2 separate regions of the Mus musculus genome follow, and region 1 is linked to region 2. The links are chromatin contacts, called in public Hi-C maps. All regions are on one chromosome and are shown on one strand. The core of a region is the stretch at or near the end of the contact, and the rest is flanking DNA. Distances in the headings are between cores, read along the strand shown.

Region 1 (4,476 bases), core at 1,432-3,931, 770 kb after region 2:
ACATAGACAGCAATATGGACTCACAGAACAAGCGTGAGATGATCACTACAGTCTCTTTAATGGCAGCAGAAATAAACAATCAGTGCACAGAGATCACTGATCCATAACAGCTCCAAAAGGTGACTGGGCACAAGTTGCTAGTTCCCTGATTTACTTTCAGTCCAACTTCTACCTGGGAAGATTTTTCCATAGCTGCTGTCACGTACCCCTAGACTCCAACTTTGTAGTCATCTCCCCAATTCAAAGTCTCAATTTGTAGGTTGGGTGAGAATTAAAGAGTTACAAGTTTCCCCCAAATCATGTTGGCTTAGAAGAACAGTATTTATCCTCACTTGTGTTTTTCCTTGAAGTGCAAGATTTTAGAGTAGGCCAGTTGGGCAATCCTATCCCAAAAGTATCCAGGAAAGTGTAGTCTGATGTCCTTAAGATTAAAAGAACCCAAGAGCTTGACAAAAACTGGGGAGATGTACTCCAGTGGTAATTCATTGTCATAGATGTCCAGAAAATTCTCCACCATAGAAGCTTCTAGGTGGGACAGCTGAATCATCTATGGGGACTGGCTTTCCCCGGGCCAACCCAAGAGAGCAAATTGAAAAGCACAGTACATTTTATGACTTCATGTTGGCAGTCATGCATGGCCCTTTTATTGTGTTTTGTTTCTCACACACAGTTCCTCATTCCCCTGAAAGGAAACAGAGAGAGCCCTAAGCCCAGAGGATCACCAGACATGACTGTCAAGATTTCCTTCCAAAAGAGAAAATTTAATAAGTGTTTTCCTAAATTAGATTATAATTGTACATTTATATTTTATGTTATAAACAGGCTGCTAAATCAAATTCTATACATGACCTCCAGGAACTTCAGAGAAGACAAGAGAGTTTAACTCCTAATCAAATATAATGCAAAAGAGTTTGAACAAAGGTACCTTACAAGATCCATTTCCCTGAAGAGGCTGACCACCTAGACAGAAGTCACAAGGTTAGCTGACTTAGGAACTTAGCAGGATTTGGGGTCTATTTGCCCCAATGTTTACAAGTCAAATTTGGTGTTCCCACCAAGAAATAATTCATCTTCCAGGGACAGAGTTACATTAACCAAGTTTCCAAACACTGGTGTATAAAAACTGCAATACTCAGTTTTTGTTTATTTAAAATGAAATTTGGGGCAGGGATATAGCCAAATGGGTAGATGGTGGCAGTGATGGTGATGATAGTGATGATGACAGAGGTGATGGCAGTGATGGTGATGGTGACAGTGATGATGATAACCTGAAGCTCACTCCTCTAACAAGTATAAATGCTACTGAAAAGGGTGGGTTTTTGTTTGCTAAACATGGAACCACACACAGTTATGGATTTTACTGTACTGCTGCCATTATGCTCTCAGAGCTGTGTACTTTCATCTTCATGGAGACAGACAAAGACTCAAATCACCCTAAACAGAGCTTCCACAGAGAACACTGGTGTTCCTTCTTTTCTCAGTTCTTTCTCCCTAGGCTATTTCCATATTTCCTATTGAAATTCAGTGTCTTTCAATGTATTAAAAGAAATTTTATGGCAATTGTTCACTAGAATTAACATTGTTTTGTTTGGTTTTGTCATACCAACCTTCCTTAAGGCTGGCAAGTTACCTATAATAGTTGGCTTAAAAAGTAAGTAATGAATCTAACCAGGGATGGGACCGAGATGATTTAAACCTCAAGGTTACTCCATTACAGTCTGAGTTAGGAGAAAATGACACCATCATTTTAAGAATTTACTGGATGAAAAGATCACTCCAGAGATAAAATGTTTGCCTTATGAACGTAAAGACTTTTTTTATCTTAAGAGCCCACATTTAAAAAGCTGGGCATGTGGCCTACAACTGTAATTTTGGTGCTGGAGAAGCAGAAATAGTCAAATCCTTTGCAAGTTGGCCAACCCAACCCACTTTTCAAGTTACAGAGCACTGAGAGACTCTGTCTCAAAAAAAACAATGTGAGACCTGTAAGATGCCCTCACAAGTACAGACACTTGTCACCAAGCCTGAAGCCATGAATTCAATCTCCAGTCTCTAAAACCTACATGGCAGAAGGAGAAAAGAACTGCATCTTGTTCTCTTGATTCCATATATGTGCCATGCATGCCAATAAACAGATACACACACAGACAGAAGGAGGTGAGAGAGAGACAGAGACAGACAGACAGACTGAGAGAGGGAGGGAGATACACAGAAAGAGGCAGAGAGAAACACAGAGAGAAAATAAATAAAGTAATTTTAAAGCGTAATAAAAATATAACAAAGTGGGCAGTGTCAGGGGACAGACAGAATTGTTCTCCAGTCTCCACATGCTTGGGTATGTAGTGTGAATGCATGCGCACACACACAACACATGCACCTTCACACACATGAACATGCACACACACAGAAACACAGACACTGGGATTGTGGCTTAAGACAAACATGAATATTTCTAAAGTGATTCATTATATTGTTCATAATCTAATTCTTGGAGTTCCTGCCCTGTACTCTGTCTTTAAGCAAGCAGTTGCAGTTCAGCCAGTAGTCATTGCTATGTGCTCCAGTTTTTAGTTTGAACTTGGAGGGAGGCACACATTTTCTTCTGTTGTACTGGATTACATAATGGCTCGATGTACTAACTTTAGTGACAGAAACCATAAAATTGGCCCCACGTCAGAAAGTTCTCCTTTTCCACTTCACTGGCTGACTCAAGGCGGAACCACTTAGCCCAGGGGTCTTTTGTGAGTTTGCTGCTCCACTCTGAAAGTCACCTACCTCTCGGGCTTAAGAGCTGCATCGTTTTGTGGATTTTTCTGCTAGAAATCAGACAACCAATGGCACTCTTTCATCTGGTTTCTAACCAGGGTTTGTAGCCATCTAATTCACAAAATCTGGAGTTTCCATTCATGTCATTTGGCTTCCCTTTCGCTTCCTCATTGAATGTCAACCATAAGCTTTCCCTGGCCTTACACGTTTATGAGAGTTCTGGCATCTCTCAGACATTCAATATAATTGGTGTTAAAATTATAAAATCGTAGCTCTTTTAAAACAACATTTAAGAGTGTGATCTTTAAAATAAATGTATGCTTAAATCTGTCCCCATTTGGCCTTTCCACCTTTGCAATTACATTCTTTTCCTCCTTCAACATAATACTTTTATATTTTGAATAGGAACAAAAATAACAATGTGGTTATGTACACAGACTGAGACCACCAGAAATTACTGTGAAAATTATACAAGCTGGCCTAGCATCCATTGACAAGACACTCAGATTTTCAAGCCTCTGTGTACTGTTTCATCTTAGAAAATGTCCCTAGAGTTTGTTTACCTGGATACTCGTTCTATTCTTCCTCAGTTTGAAGGTGCATTCTAAGGTTTCTCTGTAGAGATATTAAGTTCCCTGCTTGTTTCCAGGGCACAATACTCAACCCAAGGACTTCTGAGAATTGCCTAGAATCAGAATCAAGATACAATCACTCTCTGCCCCCTTCTATATTTGGAATACACTGAAGCTCTGTTACGTGTTCATCTACAGTCACTTAGGTAGAAATCAGCTGCATGACCATACCTCAACATTCCCCAGCTGTTAAGATGGCCACCAAAATCCGACAACAAAACACTCACTCTATGATGAGGTCAGCTGTAATTTCAGAGGAAATTTCCCCAGGATAAGAAAGGAACCACACAATATAGAAAACTTTGAAGAATGGTGGCATCCTTTATGGTAAATTACAATTTTAGAAGTCCATTAAACAATAAAATTTTAAAATTCAGTAGCACATTTCTCCTAGACTACCTTAATGAGAAAGTCTCCTCTACCATAAGGGCTAAACTTCCATGATGAACTTTGCCAAACACTGGCTGGCTGAGATTCACTGTCAATCTCTTTCAGCCCTCATTGACTAATGAAAGATATCCCATCATAAGCTTCATCACTGTGGGGGTTTGAATATGGTTGGCCCAGGGAATGGCACTATTAGGAGGTTGGCCTTGTTAAAGTAGGTGTAGCCTTGTTAGAAGACATATGTCACTATAGGGGTCAACATTGAGACCCTCCTCCAACCTACGTGGAAGTAAATCTTCTCCTGTTTGTCTTTGGAACAAGTTGTAGAACTCTCAGCTCCTCAAGCACAAAGCCTGCCTGGATGCTGCCACACTTCATGCTATCATGATAATGGACTGAATCTCTGAACCTATAATTCAGTCTCAATTAAATGTTGTCGTTCATAAGACTTTCCTTGGACATGTTGTCCCTTCACAGCAATGAAACCCTAACTAAGACAATCATCAAATCTATTTTGGATATTTCATAAGATTTCCAGGAGGAACTAGGGACTCATTCATACTCAGACAACTGTTTATAACTACCCTTTATGGCAGCTGTGTCCTTGATGATGGGGAAGGAGGCAGTGCTTGTGTATATGGTATGTGTGTTTGAAAGTTTTGCTTTGGTGTGTGTATGCAGTGTGTGTATA
Region 2 (4,290 bases), core at 310-2,809:
GAACTGGACCAGCAACACGGGAACTATTATTCAGAACACACACACACACACACACACACTGTCAAGTTGCTGCTAGTGGCCTATTTTCTGACTATGAACTGGTTTTAAGAAAGAGTCTTGCAGAGTCTTTGTTCTGTGGACTTTACTTTCAGAACATATATTGAGTTCTTCTCATAGTGACTCTTCAGAAAGGTTTCCTGGTCCTAGCAGGAAGGCAGAGAAGAGAGTATCACTCTAAGGAGAGTCTACCACTGCCATGTGCCAGAGCTCTAATGAAAGGCATTTTTATCACTCCATAAGTGTTCTTCCCTTAAGGGAAGGAAAAAAAATAGATTTACAAGAAGAAAGACCTGTGAAGGTCACAGTCCATGGACATGGTAGCATTAAAAGAGTGAGGTTAATTGGCAGATTATACAGTTCTTTCCCTTTCCATCTTTCAATTACAGTACATATCCAATTTAATATTGGTGGATTACAGAGTTGTAAGACTCTATAAGGAAATGAACTTAGGGATATTTGGAGTCAAGTGCAGAGGCAAAAATAAGGACAATTGAAGACTTGGAAGCTTCCATTTCATTTAGCAAACAGCACAAAGCTCCACCACTAGCCAGGGTGACGGGGGCCTCACACTGCAGATCTACTCACTTCCCTTCTTATCAAGCATAAAACATCCAGCTTCATAAACACACAAATGACATATGAAGCAGCAAGAAAAATCTAACGTGAAGTGTCAAGGAAAACATCAGAGCCAGACTGGAGTAACATGAAATTGAAATTATACAGAGTAGATTAAATGCCTATGATTGACTTACAGCATCTTCCATGCAGAAAAATTAGGCAGCCTGCAAGAGGAGTTGTGGGAAGAAAAGTCCTCTGTAAAGGACTGAAATAAAGTGGAAGAGTTTGAAAAGTATTTTCTCATAAAAGAAACCTTTTGATGAGCTCAACAGATGATGCAAGAATGAATGAACTCAAATATGAGTCTCTGTGTGTGTGTGTAATCTTCAATCTTTACATATCTGTGTGCTTTAAATGTAACATATATATATATATATATATATATATATATATATATATATATATATATATATCATAAGCCAGAACATCAAAGAACTGCAAAACATTTTTCCTTTATTCTACTTTAGGGTCTTCCTATATGTATACCACCTGCTAGCTTTGAACTTAGTATTGTTTTGCTCTCTGAGCACTAGGATTATAGCCATGATACTTAGCTCACAAATCTCCAAAGATAAATTAATGACAGGCACAAAGCCTCAGGTCCACTAATATCCAAACATATCTACTGAATAAATGAAATATACTTCCACCGAAGTTTAACATACTTATAAATCTACAGCAAAATAAAATCTTGAATCTGGAAGAAGGAAACATTCTTCTTATGGAAAAATAAGTGTAGAAATTACATTGGCATTTCATGTAGAAAGTATAAAGGAAGAAGGAAGTGGAAAATACGATGTTAAAATTTAACCTCAGAAGAAAATAAGCCACCAATCTAAAATGTAAGTGCCGAGTGACAGGATATTACATGATCATCATGTGAATAAGTGAAATATATCAGGAAATGTCATGGGAAGTAAATCATGAGCTCATTAAGACATCTATGCAGGATATTAAAAGAACAAAATTATTTGAAAGTAGACATATTAAGAAAAATAAATGTCAGAAAAATATATATTCAAAAGTACTATATCTAAAGAGGCAAAAAATAGTACCTAGAAAATTGATATTAACCAATTCAACTAAAATCACAGCAGAAAACAAAGCAGCTTCTATCAATAAATATACAACTTTAAATAATCACATTTGATACTAATCCAAGTATATCTGTAACAACTATAAATGCAAGTGAACTATAACATCAATTAAAAAGTAGATGTCAAAGCAGGCATCAAAGGCTGCATGCCATTTTAAAAAATATAATTTAAATATAGCTGCTCTGATGGGTTCAAATGTGAGAATAGAGAAAGATGTACCATGTTAACACATATAAAAAAATAAAGGTTTATTAATAATGAATTAACTATTAAATTTGGAGACAGCCAACATCAAAGTTCTTGTAAGATATAAGATATCACTAACAATATGAGAAAGATATTAATTCTACAAATGCATGTAAGAATTCCACATGGTGTTTTACTTTATGCTTTTTAAACTTTGTGTTGATTATTTGTGAGTTCCTCCCCACACCCAGTGCACCCCAGTCCCACTCATCTTTCTATCCCCACATATCCACTCTTTCAACCACCCTCCAAATTAAACACACACACACACACACACACACACACACACACACACACACACAGAGAGAGAGAGAGAGAGAGAGAGAGAGAGAGAGAGAGAGAGAGAGAGAGAGAGAGAGTGAGAGAGAGAGCGTAGAAAAACATCTTATGGTGGAAACAGTAGTATGTTACGTTGTGTCCCACAGTACACTCCTCTGTCCACACAGCTTCACTTGAAAATGTTCATTGTGATGATCCTTGCTCTGTTTGGGGTCTCTTGCTTCTGTGATGCCATCAATATTGGATCTTCATCCAGACTCCTCCAAGTTGTCCTGTCGTTGCCCTGTGTCATGCAAATCACGCAACTTTGGATCAGCAGGAATGACCTTTTAACATGTCCCAATTGTTGGCAGGTACTATAGATTTGAGGGTGGGTCAACTTGGAGCCCTGGATGTGGGCCTGGATGGTAGCTGAGCTGCAGCAGCTCGCTCTCCCTTATCTGTGGCATTGGTGCAAGCTCTCCAGCACTATGCCAGCCAGGCCACCCAAAGCTGCCATAAGCAGGAAGCAAGGTCAATTTTCCTCCTGTCATGTCTTCAGCAATGACTCATCTGCATCTCCCCAGCCATCTCCACTGTGCTTCCCAGTCAAGGCACAGGGCCCACTCTCCCAAGTGAGCAGCCCACCGCGGGGGGGGGGGGCAGGGGGGCAGCTTTCCCTCTATCATACCTTCTGGGCTAGCTTATTGGTACCTTCCACCACCCCCTTCAATCAGGACAAGTTCCTGTCCAGACCAGGTGCAGTGCCCCTTCTCCTAAGTGCTGCAGCCTGTAAGGGACATGAGCAGCTTATCTGCTCTCATGACCCTGGGGCCAATTCTCCTGACTGTAGCTGGTGTTGAAAGATGAAGGACAAGAGGCAGGGAGGGCTTCACCCAGCCCCCAGTCACTTCACAGAGATGCTTTATGGTGCCAGCTCCCCGAAGTTTTTGCTGTGGGGCTGGCTCAACTGTACCCCCACCACCATGATCAGCTTTGTTGTGCTGTCCAGGCAAGGTACAGGTCTGCTCTCCCAAGTGCTTCAGCTCATGGGGGCATGGATAGCTCTCCCATGCTCATGACCCTGTGGGCAGCTTTTCTGACTGTAGGGGGGGGGGTAGCCTGTCATGGCTGCATCCATGCCATCACACAGCTAAAGAGTGACAGGGCCAACTCTCCTGAATCCTGCCACATATGAGATGCAGAACAAGCTCCCCAGAGCACTGCACCCAGTAGAGGGCAAGGACTGTTTAGTGCATCTGCTGGACATCTAGGTGGTCCCAGTAGCTTCTCTGACCGAGGGTATCCCCTTGTTCTCTAGTGATAATAGCAGCTACGGATGTGAATACCACCCCCTGCCTCTGCATAGCCATGGACCTGATTATGACCCTCAGTGGCAGCTTTGGCTAGGACGTCATAGTCTCAGGTGGTGTAGCTACTCACAGCAACCTACTCCTCTTCACTCTCTCCAGTTCCACCTCTCTTCTAATGGTGGAGCTGTTCCATACCTCCTTCTCTCCCACCTGCCACTGCACATTTACACACTGTGACAGCTTCCACTGCAGGCTGGCCATGCAGTTGGTGGGTCCCTGGGTAACACCTTCTTCTGTCCTTGCTGTGTGGTGTACCAGCAAGCAGGTGTATATGTGCTGCCTATACTGTGTACCAGAGTGCAGTATGTGGATGGCATGGTAGTCCACAGGACTGTCTCTGTTTTCCATCTTACTTGCTCCACTGTGTCGTGGTAGGCGACTGTGTGGCTTTGGTTTCCCTGTGCCATGAGCCAGAGGGCAGGTCTGTGGGTATCTTTCCCTGCCCACACCTCGTGACATGGCAGTCTTCAGGTCTCTGCCTGTCTTCCTCCTCCTTCACTGGGCTGCCTGAATTTGATTATTTGATTTGATTTGATTTGATTTTTATGCATCCTAGGCATTAAATAAATTTGGCCACCTTGCCAGGCATCAAGGTAGGATGAACAAATGACTGCCATCTGCTCAGCTCCTGACTGATA

The links. A called contact is a pair of places that touch in the nucleus more often than the background predicts.
Region 1: a contact with region 2 is called in a Hi-C map of bone marrow-derived macrophages, with 12 read pairs. The contact joins two enhancer-like sites. A contact is called at or near these places in 2 of 484 Hi-C or Micro-C datasets (the C10 cell line and bone marrow-derived macrophages).

What each region holds. Positions count from the first base shown.
Region 1 is chr10:17,415,695-17,420,170 of GRCm38.p6, forward strand. No RefSeq gene overlaps it. Among named protein-coding and RNA genes, the nearest start is that of Gm32656, 240 kb to the right of the region's middle. Within about 2 kb of position 2,682, at least 61 of the 459 cell types and tissues checked have an H3K27ac peak or open chromatin away from gene starts, as enhancers often do. A contact at or near this core is called in bone marrow-derived macrophages, where this site is marked.
Region 2 is chr10:16,647,017-16,651,306 of GRCm38.p6, forward strand. No RefSeq gene overlaps it. Among named protein-coding and RNA genes, the nearest start is that of Gm20125, 450 kb to the right of the region's middle. Within about 2 kb of position 1,560, at least 1 of the 459 cell types and tissues checked has an H3K27ac peak or open chromatin away from gene starts, as enhancers often do. A contact at or near this core is called in bone marrow-derived macrophages, where this site is marked.